Linked DNA regions of Rattus norvegicus: region 2 is linked to region 1. Evidence: chromatin contacts called from public Hi-C data. All regions are on one chromosome and are shown on one strand. The core of a region is the stretch at or near the end of the contact, and the rest is flanking DNA. Distances in the headings are between cores, read along the strand shown.

What was found. A called contact is a pair of places that touch in the nucleus more often than the background predicts.
Region 2: a contact with region 1 is called in a Hi-C map of mammary epithelial cells, with 2.8 times the contacts expected there. The contact joins two enhancer-like sites. A contact is called at or near these places in 6 of 12 Hi-C or Micro-C datasets (frontal cortex, hepatocytes, kidney and 3 more).

What each region holds. Positions count from the first base shown.
Region 1 is chr10:21,201,737-21,208,712 of GRCr8, forward strand. All of the region lies in intron 6 of Tenm2 (teneurin transmembrane protein 2), which reads right to left. Among named protein-coding and RNA genes, the nearest start is that of Wwc1, 250 kb to the left of the region's middle. Within about 2 kb of position 2,850, at least 2 of the 93 cell types and tissues checked have an H3K27ac peak or open chromatin away from gene starts, as enhancers often do.
Region 2 is chr10:21,653,333-21,660,308 of GRCr8, forward strand. The region is part of intron 3 of Tenm2 (teneurin transmembrane protein 2); the gene reads right to left. Among named protein-coding and RNA genes, the nearest start is that of Tenm2, 460 kb to the right of the region's middle. Within about 2 kb of position 3,614, at least 28 of the 93 cell types and tissues checked have an H3K27ac peak or open chromatin away from gene starts, as enhancers often do.

The DNA.
Region 1 (6,976 bases), core at 1,600-4,099:
ATGTTCATTGGCTGGCAGAGGATCAACCTGACAAGAGAGTCAATCAATATGTCAGCAATACTTCACCGAGAGCTGCTCAACCCCTGCTTGTCAAAGAGGACAAACATGGAAGCCACAGATGCTCCGTGTTTGCTGAGCAGGCCCCCAGGAGCAAGGGGTATCTTTAAAGATCAGGCCTGTCGATATATAACCAGGGGGAGGAGATTGGGCTCTCCCTTTGAAAACGTAAGACTGCAGGCCAAGCAGAGCCCCAGGAGGGAAAGGAAGGAGCCAAGCCTGCTGGGTCTTGTGGCTCAACACTCAGACAGAGAAGCACAGGGCCTCTGGGCTGTTGTCAGAGTGCATTCAGAGATCGGAGACTGATGGGGAGGGTCAGGGCTGGATCTCCTTGGCTCAGCACCAGGCTATGAAGCCCACACTGCCAGGAGATTCCCAAGGTGCCCCTGCTGAAAGGACTGAACCCGCTGAGGATGACCAGGGCTAATGCACACAGGTGCTAACCCTGAACGTACTGGGCACTGTAGAGGCACCTTAGCAGTGAGCGTGGAAAAATCAACGGATGCAAATGAGCATCTTGAGCCATGATGATGATACACATTTATTTTGACAACGTGCCAGGGACTGGGATAATTACTTTAATGGCAGCATTTATTCATTATTTATCATTCGGCAAATATTTATTGAGCTCACACTGTGCATCGAATTGTGTTCTGGCCCTGGGAATAAAGCAGTTGGCAAAACACAATCCCTGCTTTCATGGAACTTACATTCTAGTGGGAGGCAGGGAAGCTAAACACCTCTGAAGAGCTGAGGACCAAGCTAGGCATCATCTGTGGAGGGTAAGGGATGGGAAATAAACGTGGAGTTCTTCTTCTTCTTCTTCTTCTTCTTCTTCTTCTTCTTCTTCTTCTTCTTCTTCTTCTTCTTCTTCTTTCTTCCTCTTCTTCCTCTTCCTCTTCTTCCTCCCCTTCCCCCTCCTCCCCTCCCCCTCCCCCTTCTTCTTCTTCTTCTTCTTCTTCTTCTTCTTCTTCTTCTTCTTCTTCTTCTTCTTCTTCTTCTTCTTCTTCTTCTTCCTTTAATAAAGACTGGTCAAGGACAATGCCATGATGAATCAGTGCACATAAAGACTTGAAGGGAATGAGGTGACACTGTGCATTGACACCAGCAACCAGCAGTCCAAGCCAGAATCCAGCAAGCCGGAAAGGGCACTGGAGGGTGGGTAATGTTGGGGAAGCGAATGCCTCTGGAGGGGCTCTGCATTTTGTTGAAGAATGCCTTTTGAAGGGGAAGAGAATCCTAGCTACCCTACCGATACCCTATCATCGTAAGGGGCACCAATATAGTTTTCATTTTACAGACATGAACGCTGACATTTAGAGAGCTTGACTCATCCAGTGGATGTCAGACCGTGGGGAAATGGGGAATCTGGGATCCACATCCTAACCTATATGACTTTAGAGTCAGAGCCCCCGAGTTCTCACATGGTGCTGATGAATGACACCATTTCAAGGTATATCCCCATCACCTCCCAGAGGACATCTGCCCACTGCATTTTCTTTTGGAATAACTGTTTCAAGATTGAGCGGGGCAGGAAAGTTCCAGAACTTCTTCTGTGAATGTTGCCCAAGCCTCCTCAGGATGGGTACCTCTTCCCAAGCATTCATTCATGAATACGCCATGGTCAGTAGCCATTTTGCTATGTAACCTAAAATCCATCATTATGAATGTAAAGGTAATGGTCTAGTGACTTCGGTTGCCTGGCTGGCTGACATCAGCCTCTGGTGGCTTTTTTTTCTGCTCCTCATCCTCTGGGGCGTGGTTAAACAAAGCAATCCTATTTCTTTTCGCAGAAGGGAGGGAGCTCCTGCAATGCCTTAATAGCACCCTTTTAAGAATGTAGCTGCAGCCAAAACTACTTTCTTTGGGAAAGAGGCGGTGCAAATAAAACCAGGAGGAATAACATTCTCGAAACGCCTTAAGACTTAAAAAAAGGAATTAAAAAAATTTAAATCTCAAAGAAGTTAAAAAAAAATCCCTTTTTAAAAATCCTAACTGCCTTAGTGAAATGGTTTTGCTTATTTTTTTTCCTCCAGACAGTGTAGCAATACATTGAATGGAATAAATTTTCAAAGCACCACATGGAAGTGACGCCCACAAATCCCTTTACCAGTAATGGGATTTGCGCACCTAGCTCTTGAGGAGGCTCGGGGAAACTTATTTGCCTCTGTCCAACTTTTCGGCTTGCAGCTTCCAAGATGGTTGCAAAGCCAGGAACTTACACGGAAGGGAGAAGAGAAGAAGTGATCCAGGAATCCTGGCAAGACCACTTGAATGAGAGGGGGCTTTGGGGAGACAGTCACTGCCGGTCCGGCCCATCCCTGCAGGCCCTGTCCCATTCCCAGTGTGGTCCTGGAACACCCTCAGTGAGGATAGTTAGTGTCTGTCGCCTTTCTAATCCTGGTCCCTCTCCAAAACAGGGAGGCTTTCTGCCGCCCCTTGTGCATCTGCTGCGAGGACAAGGTGACAGTTCCGTAAGGCAGCTCCGGGACCGAGGAGCAGTATGTTTCCCAGACAAGAAGAATCTACACAGAAGGACCTGCACATTAATCTATTCTTGTGACAGGCTCAGGACAGAACAGTGAGTAGGAAGTGGGATGAGATTAATCAATTCCTGTGTTTGGAGGAAACAAACAGGGCGAGGGCGCAGCTTCCAGATGTGCAGGGTCATGGAGTCCGTGGCGTCCCCACTCCTCTCTCTTATGCGCTCCCTGTTGCAGGTGCTCGGCAGGTGGCCTCAGCTGATAGCGTGGGCGTGGCGCGTGGTGTGCTGAGCTGACCTCTAAAAACACCCTCCCTCCCCGACATCACCAAGAAAATCAATACTCAAGACAGACACGTGCTCGCGGCCACTGTTTTTCTCCGGTGCAGAGTGCCTGGAATATATGGTTGCCCACGCCGGTCAGGCAGCCCATTGTCCATGGGGTCTGTGCATCCTCGTGCAGATAAACACACGCCCAGAGCCATCAGCCGCGCGGGTGCCATTTCCCACCCAGATCACTCTGGTCGTGATGCTATTTTTCCCCCAAGAAAGAAATAAAATAAAAGCCTTTCTTTCCTCAAGAAAGCGCCCATGTGATCAAAACACCTTTAGAGAAGGATAATATCCGGAGGTTTTATTCACCAAACAAATCATGGTCTGGGATTTTAAGAGCTTTTGTGACAACAATGCACATGCCCACCATCCATGCATCTACACCTAGATGTGCGTGCCCACCCCAGCTTGTCACTCAGTGTTGACAACCCAAACAGTATCTGTCTTTTTTTTTTTTTTTTTAAGAATAGCACCCAGCAGCCCTGTTAAAGAGGAGACAGATTCACGAGACCACTAACTACAAAGGCAAGGCAAGGGGGTGGCGCGTGGCAGGAGGCCACAGGAATCCTAGGAAGCAGACATATGAATGTTTTAGAGGATGAGATGTCATATCGATCCGGAGATGTGCAATGCGAGCTGGAACAAAGAGAGAGAAGTCTCCCGTGAAACAGCCGCCAGCAAGAAGGAGTGGCCGGGGGTCAGGCTTTGTGCTAGTGATGGCCCTTGGCAGACTGAGCTCTTGGGCAAGTTCCTTTCTTTGGTAGAAGTAAGTGAGGGACAGAGGAGGCCTGGATTTATTTCTCCTCTTGATTATCTGACGGCTGCCCCCAATAGACTGTGCCCAGGAATCTTCTGGAAGCCTCCAGACAGACGGCCTGAACTGGGGTAGGAAAATCGGGGCAGAAGAGGCTTAGGGACAGAATAAAAGGGAAACCACCTCCCTATCTTAAGCACCTGGAAAATAGAGGGTTAATCTCCATCTTGGCTCAAACTTGTACATGGTACTGGTGAGCAGTCGGCCCCAGGTGAGTGGGCAAACCTCTCTCAGCACCTTTCCTTAGCTATGATGGGAGCTGCGGCATTTCTTGGCACTCAGTATAGTTCTAAGCCCTTTGTGCCTGCTACACTCTACTTATTCTTTGCAATACGACGGAAGTAAGGGAAACCATACCCTTATTCTACAGAGGGAGTCCGGTATGCTGGTTTCATAGGGCTGGGTGGCAGCAGCCGGTTTCAGAACCGAGTATGGGCTCCTAAGTATTATCTTGACCTCAGGAGACTTAATGATAGAATGTGTCCTGAGAAATTCACCAGGAGGTGATTCTGTCACTGTGTGAGCATCAGTGGGGGGAGGGGGCTTATACAAACTGAAATCTCTACAGTGCCATGGAGTGATACAAACTTCTGGGATCAACACACAGGCGGTTTGTTATTGACCAGAGAGCATCTTGACATGGTCCCTGACTGCAGTCCTACAGAAACAAGAGTACTCCAACGGATGTCTAGTGTGGAGTAGGTAGAAAGTGGGTGGGGTTTCAGGATGTCACACAGAGGCCCTCAACAAGCGTCCTTGACTTCCTGCTGGGTCCTGGGCACTTTACCACATTCCCAGTGCAACTGTGGCCACTAGCATGTGGCAAACTCTGGACTAAGCGGCCATTACTAGGTTTATAAGCTGCAGATCATTGCTTTCCTATTTTGCAGAAGAACAAGCTGAGGCTAGGGAACTGAGCGGTGCATTTGATAAGCAGGAGAGGTGGTTATATCACTGGAGGCACAATCGTGCCCTAGCCTGACAGCTAGCTCAATTTAAATGTCTGCAAAGAGAGAGGTAATCAGCTCTGTTAGAATTCTCTTTGGAGAGCCTCTATGTCCCGTCCCCCCCCCCCCCAGCCCCTACCATATCATATTAAGCATGGCAGGATCACACCAAGGTCCAGGCGTTTGTTGTTTGAGCAAATGGTGACCCATTTTCCCTACTCACGTGAGACGACTTGTCTGAGCGCAGCATAGCTAGTAACTGGCTAAGCCAGGCTTTTGGATCTCTGGCTTCAAGCTCTCTGTCTACCAACCCCCTAACCCCGATTGTGAAGAAAAGCAGAATATCCCAGGGCCTCCACGGGATGCTGTGAGACCTCAGAGAAGCTCCCCTTCTCACTTTACTCAGGTTACCATGGTCTTTGTAATGTTGCACCCAAGACATCTGCTAATGAAGAGAGACGGCAGGATGCCATTCACAAGCAGAGCTTGATGGCGAACTCCTTCTATGGCGTTGCCTTCAGAGCAGAGTCTAAAGTCTCCACATCTCCCTCTCCCGCTTCTTGGAGGACCCCGTGGTCACTACGGACACGTTTCTTCTTCCTGGGGGTGAATTTGGGTGTGGATTCTGTACTTTCTTCCGAAGTGAGAAATGGTTTGAAGAATGGACAACGTTGAACAAATTCTATATGTAATTCTCATTTCAATTTGGTCATTTGTTCAGTGGAGCCAAATTAGGCACACAGGGAGGCCGCCAGTGTCCCTTTCAATTTTTAATTTCTGACATGGTTAACTCTTCTTTTTTTTTTTAACTCAGAATTGAAAAAAAAAAAACCCTTGTGTTAGCAAATTGGGTTTGATCTTTCTCTTAAATGGCTTTTAGTTAAGTGGGTTTCAGATGGCTAAGTTGAAACATTTAAAACCTGATTCTGATAGAGAGAAACACGGTGTTGGAGAATTCCCTCTATCTCCTTGGGCCTGATTAGGTAGCAAGGAAAGAAGCCAGAAAGCACAGGGGGCCCTGTGTGCTGTGATCTATTTGATATCAATACAGGCGACTTAAAAGAACGAAGCTCGCTGGGAAGAAAAGACAGGACAATTTCATTCTGGATCATAAGCTATCCGTACCTATTTTTTTTTTAAGGAACCACATTTTCATCTGCAATTAGATAAATGGCACAATTAGTTTTATTTGGAGTTAGTGACAAATTTATTTAATAGAGCTGATTTGAAGGGTTTTGTGTGGTGCTTCAGTCGCACACGCATCCTCCGTGCCGAAGGTACACATTTCTTTCGACAGGCAGCGGTGTTGTGACATTTCTGGCTTCTACAGAGCATCATGATGAGGTAGAGAGGCAGGGGGTGCATACTAACCTCCCTCCCCCCTCTCCTTCCAGCTTAACATTCCAAAGTTCCACTGTAACTCTTCCACTGGACTCTCAAGCCAAGCAGGGCTCAACCCCTCCACTGGCGAGGTGGGACTGGTGTTTCCTCTGGTAACAATGGCATGGCTTCAACCAACCCCAGTTCGTTCGAGAGTTTAATCCCCCAGGTCTTGGGTGAGTGGTATAACAGAGTGGAAACTTAATCCATGTGTTTGGAGGTGACACCTTTGAAAAGTAAGTCAATAAGATAGGTCACCAGGTAGCATTCTGTGACTGAATCCTGGTGGCTTCATAAAGAAAGAGAACAACCTTATAGACAGAGAAGCAGATAGACTCCTGCTGTGATACATCAATGAAGTCCATCACAGAGCCCAAGCCATGCTGTTTGGACCTTAAACCTTCAGAATGTCCAGTTCAAACAAACCTCTCATTTTTATAACACAGTCCGCTTCAGGTATTTTATTACAGCAAGGGAATATCATCCAGCCTGGGACAGGTCTCCAAGACCTGCATATTGGCAGATAAAGAAAGATGAGCCCATCCGTGACGTTGTATATCATTGTCATTTCTTACTGTTTTTAAACGGGTCATTTGCCTAATTAACTCCACTGCATCTAAACTTTATAAACCAGTTTGGAGTTGGTATTTTTTTTCTGTTTTTTTTCCCCTGTTTTTCAAAAGGAAGAGAAGCTATCACACTTAGACCGCATATCCAAGGTCAGTGATTTCTTTAATTTGCTAAATTTGGCTCCTCTAGCAAGGTCCTGCAGTTAGGACCAGCTCTGTCTGCCGGCCTGGAACAGCCTCCTCACCAGCCCCTCTGATCCTCTAAGCTCTGCTCTGGAGCTGTCAGCAGCAACTGTCCTGACTGACTTCAGCTTTTTCCTCAGAAATGCCCGTGTTTCCTGGGGCTGTCTATCCAGAAGGTCATTTGCATTCTTCTTCTGGGCCAGCGCTGGCC
Region 2 (6,976 bases), core at 2,364-4,863, 450 kb after region 1:
TAGTGCTAATTACAAAAATAAATGCAGTTGACACTCATGCCTTTTAAATATAAAGTCTTTCCTCCCAGAAATGAAAAAAAGAAAAAAGAAATGAATGGGGATTGTGATATTAAAACATTCATGGAGCACTTCACACCTCAGGAATGAAAACTGCAGAAGAAATACTTTAAACGCAACAGGGACATCCAGCAGCACAGAGCCATGTCCACCTACAGGTAACAAAAATCCAAAAGCCATCCAACGTAGGTCAGACTCGGCTTCTGTGTGAATGTGAGGGAGGAAAAAAAAATACACGCATCCCTTCTCCATTGAAATCGGTTAATTGATCATCTCTAAAAATAAATATTCCCATAGACAGAGGTCATTGGTTGCTTGAAATTGCATCAGTTGGTGTCTGGGTACTAGGATCCTGGGCTCCCCTAGGATGTCCTTGTCACTTTGTCAGAATGATTACCGGCAGAGGAGTTCCAGCGTGAGCCCCCTCAGTTTCTGAGCGCTTGCTTCTATTTGCTTTTGCGCTTCCGTTTCCCCCATCAGGCCGTGTGACTTTTGCTTTGTCAGTCTGGCACTTAATATCCAACGTTAACTACATTTCCCTTTCTGAGGAAAATCCTATTGGGCTAATTTTTCAACATCATACAATGAAAGAACTTCAGTGACAAACCATGTAGGTTTTCGATTATTGTTGTTGTTTTTTTTTTATTAAAACTGGTACATCTATTAAGAACTTAATATTCAGTGGGAAAACAGTCTCAGAGCAATGAAATTCTATTACTTTAGAGGTTGCATGCTTTTAATTTCTTAATATTTCATTACTTGTTGGCAACTGGTGCATATTTTTATAATGCGTTTGATCATTACTCTTCTCGGGGCTCTATTTCAGCTCTTCCTCTGACATCATATTTGCATGTTAAAGGGTTTTTGCATTCAGGGATGGAATGTTCTGAATAGCAATGTGCAGCTAACTTGATTTAAAAAAAAAAAACAACACGAAAACCAGCAAACAGACATCATATATAGGGCCCAAGGAGGACAATATTGTCATTTACAAATCGAAATCAAGTTTGAATAGCTTTCTATAGAACGACATAAAAGGTAATGATTCAATATAATTCATTAATTAGCAAATTAGTTTGGAGAGAAAGGCTCTGCTTCTTTGCCTCTTGGAAGTCTACTGTTTTTCCTTCTCTTCCTGTGGGGGGTGGAAATAATCTTTTCTTTGCTCTCCAGCAACATCTACTGGAAAAGTCAGAAAAATGCTATTTATATGAATCAGATAGTTTGAGTAGGGATACCACTGATAGCCATCAGTGTGCCAGCCGAGCTGCCACTGGGTGCCAGGGCAACTCCCTGCATGCACTTTAGTCCCCTTTCCTTCTCAAGGAGAGAGACAGAGGCTCAAGTGGTGGTAAATGGGCCAGGAACAATTTAAAATGTATCACCGCCTCACCTCGAAGAAGTCATTTTCATATACAAAAGTAGAAAATATATGTGATAAAGTTACAGTACCCAGGCATATCTTCTGAACCTGTACCACTCACTTAAGACATAATTCTCATAGTCAGGGGAAAAAAAAGAACAAAAAAAAAAGATAGTAAAAAAGAAAAAGAATTAAGAAAAGAACCCATCAATATTTAGGTGTACCGAGTGTCAGAAAAGAGTTCCTTCGAGAAAGCAGCACAGAGAAAGGATTCTGAGGAGAGCTACTTTACGATTTTTGTAGAGTTTCTTAAGTTCAAGAGGAGAAAAACTACATGTGAGGCTATTTTTTAAATTTGCCAATGCCCACCATACATCTACACAGCATCCCACGGCTGCATTACTTTTCCTGGTTCACATCTCTCCCTGTAATCCAATCCACAGAAAATAATTCCGTTAGCCTGCCCCTGTACCAGGACCTTCCCAGGAAACTCCTACCCGGGATAAACTCTGGATGTTGTCCAGACGTTGTCCGACCAGAGCCCTTTCCACTTGTTCCCCAATGCCCAGTACTGAGCCTGTCCCCGAATCCTCTCAGGGCTGGAATCATGAGCTGCACGTACGAGATACCATTAGGTGGGTCTGACAACACCAGACACACCAGCTCGAGGTGTTAAACAGCCAGTCCAGTTTGGAAACTAAGCGGAAAAAAACATCCTATCATGACACAAAAATGCATGAAATACCATCTTTCTGTGTTCGCCGAATTCCACAAAGCCATGGGAGAGCAATTCTTTCTAGGGCCAAGCCTAGAGGCATTGACATCACCTTTCCATATTCCGTTCCCGAGAAGCATTCTCTTTAATCGAGCAGTACACTTTTAAGGCACTTGCCCCTATGCCCACCAAGGCAATTTAAAAAACGAACTTAGATATGTCAGGGAACGCTTGTCAAATGCCTAGATAGAACTCAGATTCCAGTCACACTTAATTTCAAAAGTTGGCCTATTCGTATTTTTATTTTTCCATTCTCAAATATCAGTTCATTCATGCCGGCCATAATTTCATCATTTTTTTAAACAGCAGAGGCAACGGACACAAAATCCACAAAAGAGCGAGATTACCAGTAAATAGCCCAAACTTTAAAAACAACATCTGCGGCCGCAAACTCCCTGTGTTGAGAGATTCAAGGATAGGGCATATTCTCTGTTTGTTCGGCGTGAAAATAGATACCAGCCCTTTAAAGCTTCATCCCAGAGCTTTTCAAAGGACAAATGCCACCAGATATAATCCAGAGTTCCCATTCATAGCGCACAAAAGGAATACCCATTTAAAGCTACCTCTTGAAGAGGACTACAGGTATCCTAGATTTAAGGGTTTAAATTAAAGTTCCGACTTGAGTCTCATAATTAGCCCCCTCTGTCATTAAGGGGTTTCAAATCCAGAAAGCTTTATCCAACAGCACTTCTAGAGTTAACTCCCCCTCCGAACTGTCATAACTCGGTTATCCTAATTATTTACTGGATGCCTTTCTAAGGCGTGCCCTCACCTGAGGTTTTAAGTTCATATTTCATTTGGGACAACACTTAGTCTCCATTTAGAAACCGTCAACCTGCCTCAGGTTCAGGAGATTCAAGACGCGCCTCACCCACAAGACCCAAGCCAAACACACCCAAGCAGCCAGACTTAAATAAACTCTGCCCTTTGCCGATACCTCCGGTGAGAAATTATTATAACGCATCAGAAGTTCAGTTAGAAGAAAAAATTTCAAATGCCATCTGTCTTCCCAGAGCTTAAGTCCTGGAGTTCAAAAACAGTATCAATTGAATTATTTTCCCCCCTTCCCTTAGCTGTTTAGAATTTAACGTAATGCAAAGTGCTATTCTGATCAAAATCATCTTTCTCATCTCTCCCCTTTAATAAAAGGGAGGAAAAAAAATCATTCCATATAAATGCATTTACTATACAAATCTATTTTCAATTGAATTTGCTGCATGCTCTAATTCATCAAAATTAATACAGGTACTTTCTATGTTAAACAAAAGGAAGCCGACTGAAAAATCGGCTTCTGCTGCAGATGCCTTTCTCAATTACAAAACCGGTGAAAACAGAAATTTAACTAAGCCACTCGGTCAAACCCTCCGATCGGCGCTCTTACCTGCCTCAGCTGAAGGCTTCCTTCCCTTGTTAGCAGTGTGCAGCATCGCTAGCTCGCTCCAATCCTCACCACGGGCTCAAATTACACCACCGCTAAGTCCACCCCCTCGCCTTTCCCCTTCTCTGCCTTCTTTCCTTTCTATTTATTTTTCTTTTTTTCCCTTTCCTTTCCTTTCTTTATTATTATTTATTTTTTTCTTGGCCAGCGAGAAAAATACTTATTGAGAGTGATTAGTTTTTGTTGTCCCTTTTAAGTCCCTCCTGCAGGAAGGAACAGGGGAGCAATGTGACGCCACCTTTTAATCTTTTGTAAGAGTGAAAAGGCAGAAAAGGAACGCTCGATCAAGCTGAGCTGCACACATGACTAAAACTCGCAGGAGACGCTGCTGCTTGCTGCCTGGCGAAAGCACCGCTAGGCTTGAGTGTAAGAACAGAGAAGAGAGGAGTCGACGGAATGTGACAACGTATGTGCATCAAAGGCAGGGGGAGAGAGAACAATGAGCAAGGGAAGACAGCGAGGAGAGGGAGAGATGGAGGGAGAGAGGGAGGGAGAGAGAGGGAGAGCAGAGGGAGAGACAGGGGGGAGAGAGAGAGAGAGAGAGAGAGAGAGAGAGAGAGAGAGAGAGAGAGAGAGAGAGAGAGAGAGAGAGAGCACGCATACACACACGGAGAAAAGATAGAGCGGGTTTCAGTCAGGGGACTCTGAGAATAAAGCCACAGCGCGGTGTCTGGCAGCTTCTGTTTTTATCTCAGCGAGCATGATCCGCGGCCTCTCTCATTTAGAAACACATCCGTGTATCTTCCAGGTTTGAAAACTGAGATAATCGCAGTGTGTCTCTGGTTTTGTCTGATTGGCATTTAACTGTGCGGTGTACCTGTGATTTTTTTTTTATTTTTTTAAGGATGCATTTGTGTGCAATTTATTTCGCATATTTATTTATGTAGGCAAAAATGAAAGCTGCTAATTTCTACGGCAATTTGCAATGTAGTTTTACTGGCAGATGGATGTCTACTTACCATAACTGCTGACAAACTGCCACGGGTAAACAAAAGAAGAAACAAATGCTTCGTCTTGGTAATTGTCTTTAAAAAAAAAAAAAGGAGCCCACCCTAAAATATTAGCACTTGCAAAAATAGCGTTCCTTGGCTCAAGTTTAAAAGGTGATTTTTCTCCCTTGGTTTTTAGAAAGAAAGGCACAATAAAAGGGAAGGCATGACGTTTGAAGGAAAGGTGTTAGGGAAGAAGCTATTAAGAATGTGCACACCTAAATTCTCCCTGGTTTCCCTCCAAATGTGATGACTGGTGGCTTTCTAGAGTCCTGGGGCAGAGTTTTTGTGGCAGTATTTACCACGGACTCACACTGCATCTTCCTGCCTTCCTGTACTATTTTAAAGGAGATTCCATTTTTTTTTTTAAAAACAAAGTAGCAAAGAAATGATTTGCCCATTCAAATCGCTTCCAATGCTGCCTCCCAAGCTTTGGTTCATTTCCACCGTTCTCTAGCCACATGGGGGCCGGGATTACACAGTTAAATTCCCTCAGTGACCTCTTTTATAAGGATGTAAATTGCTGATTCCAAGGTCAAGTATTTGGTAGAAGTTAGTTATTGTTGAGATGACTCCTGTTTTTCCATGGTAACCTGAGCCAATGCAGTAGTGAGCTGGCAAGAAGAGGAGACGCCCAACCTTTCCATAGACCATCTCCTCAAAATGATGTTTCTCTAATGTCAGAAGGTAAATTCCGAGAGCCCGACTTAGATCACTTACCAATTAAAAACAAAAGAAAACTGAAACAACAGTAACAAGAAAGCCCAATAGTCCATCTTTGAATTTCTACCACGTTATAGCCTACAAGTCTGTCTGTGGACCCTCAGCACCTTGTAGTTCGGAATTCCTGTGTGAACCAGATATAGAATGAGGATTGGCCCAAAAAGAATAAAACGCTCTTGCCTGCCCCAGTCACAATGTGGTATTCAAAGTGGGCTTGCTTAATCTTGTTAAAGCCGGGGAGCATAATTCTCTTTATGCTTTGCCAATAGGAGGATTTTGCTTGGACCCAAATAAATAAGCACCCCCATCTTGGACACACTCAGATGTAACTCTACTGATCATTAAGACAGTAAAAAAATGGAGTATACATGGAGGCTGAACAGAAGGCTGCTGGCCAGAGGACAGAGGGCTCAGATTGGAAGAGAAGCTGTAAGGTCCCTCCCTGCTTTCCGAAAGGGTTGAATTCCAAACTCTCCACAGAATTTTTTTCCCAGTGCATATTGAAAGCAGCAGCCTCAAAGGAACATTATTGATACAGGCTCTAGAGTTAAAATTAACTTTATACAAGGGAATGAGTGGACTGAGGAATTTTCTGACAATAGAAATAAAGACCCGGCTACTACAAGGTTACATCTATTTCAGCGTCGCAGACGTGGGGGCCTGGAGGAGACTGGGGCTTGTTGAACAGAGAGAGCAAATGACAGTCAATGAGAGATGAAAAGAAATCAACTCAAGGCAAGGCAAAAAAGATGTCTTAAAGCTCTAAATGGCCACCAGTGGCGTTCCTCGTCTTGATCACATATGCAGTGAGAAGGTAGGTAGATATCGTCTATAGCTTATTAGATAGGATATTTTCTCAAGATCTCTTGAATGAGGGTGGGCTACCAGAGGTTAATATTTCTAACTGGACTGTGACTTTCTATGGCTTACTTCTCTATAGGATGGCTTCACACTTACCCGCTTAGACTGTGGCTTAGATACCGGTGTTTACGTTCCCGGTTTCCCAGCCCCAGCTACCTGCTTGCTGTGTGACCTTGACCAAAATCATTTTTTTTTCTTTGTGGATAACTTCTCGTCTTAAAATGAACATAAACCCTGCATCTCACGGCCTGTCTCTAGGAATGCAGAGTGCATGTGTTGTGGGTGGAGTTCGCTCTTAGCACACAGCACACAGCTTTCGCATGGCAACCTCTGCACTGTTAGGAAATCCTCTCAACTCCTTTAACATTTTTAAAATGGAAAACATAATATTTAATCGCCTCAAAATGGATGACACATGAAGACTTCTTTCCACTCTGACCTTCCTTCCACGATCCAGTTATTGACACTGCCCTCTGGGTCTTTCCACTTGAATAATGCACTTAAAACCCAACAAGTTCTACAACCAGACCAGCGAATCTGCCCTCAAAGCAAGCTTTCTCTCCAAATGTCCCCATCAGTGTGAAATGTAAAGATCTCGGAGACAGTCTCAGTTCATTTCTTTCCTTTGTCTGCCATCATTCAAGTTCCTGCACCCGCCAAACACCACTCCCACATTTTTTAAAGATCTTGAGGCTTCCTTTCCAGACCCCAGACTCGTCCTGATTTCTGCTCTGTTCCAGCTCCTCTCTCTTGCAGTCCTTCTCTGGCTG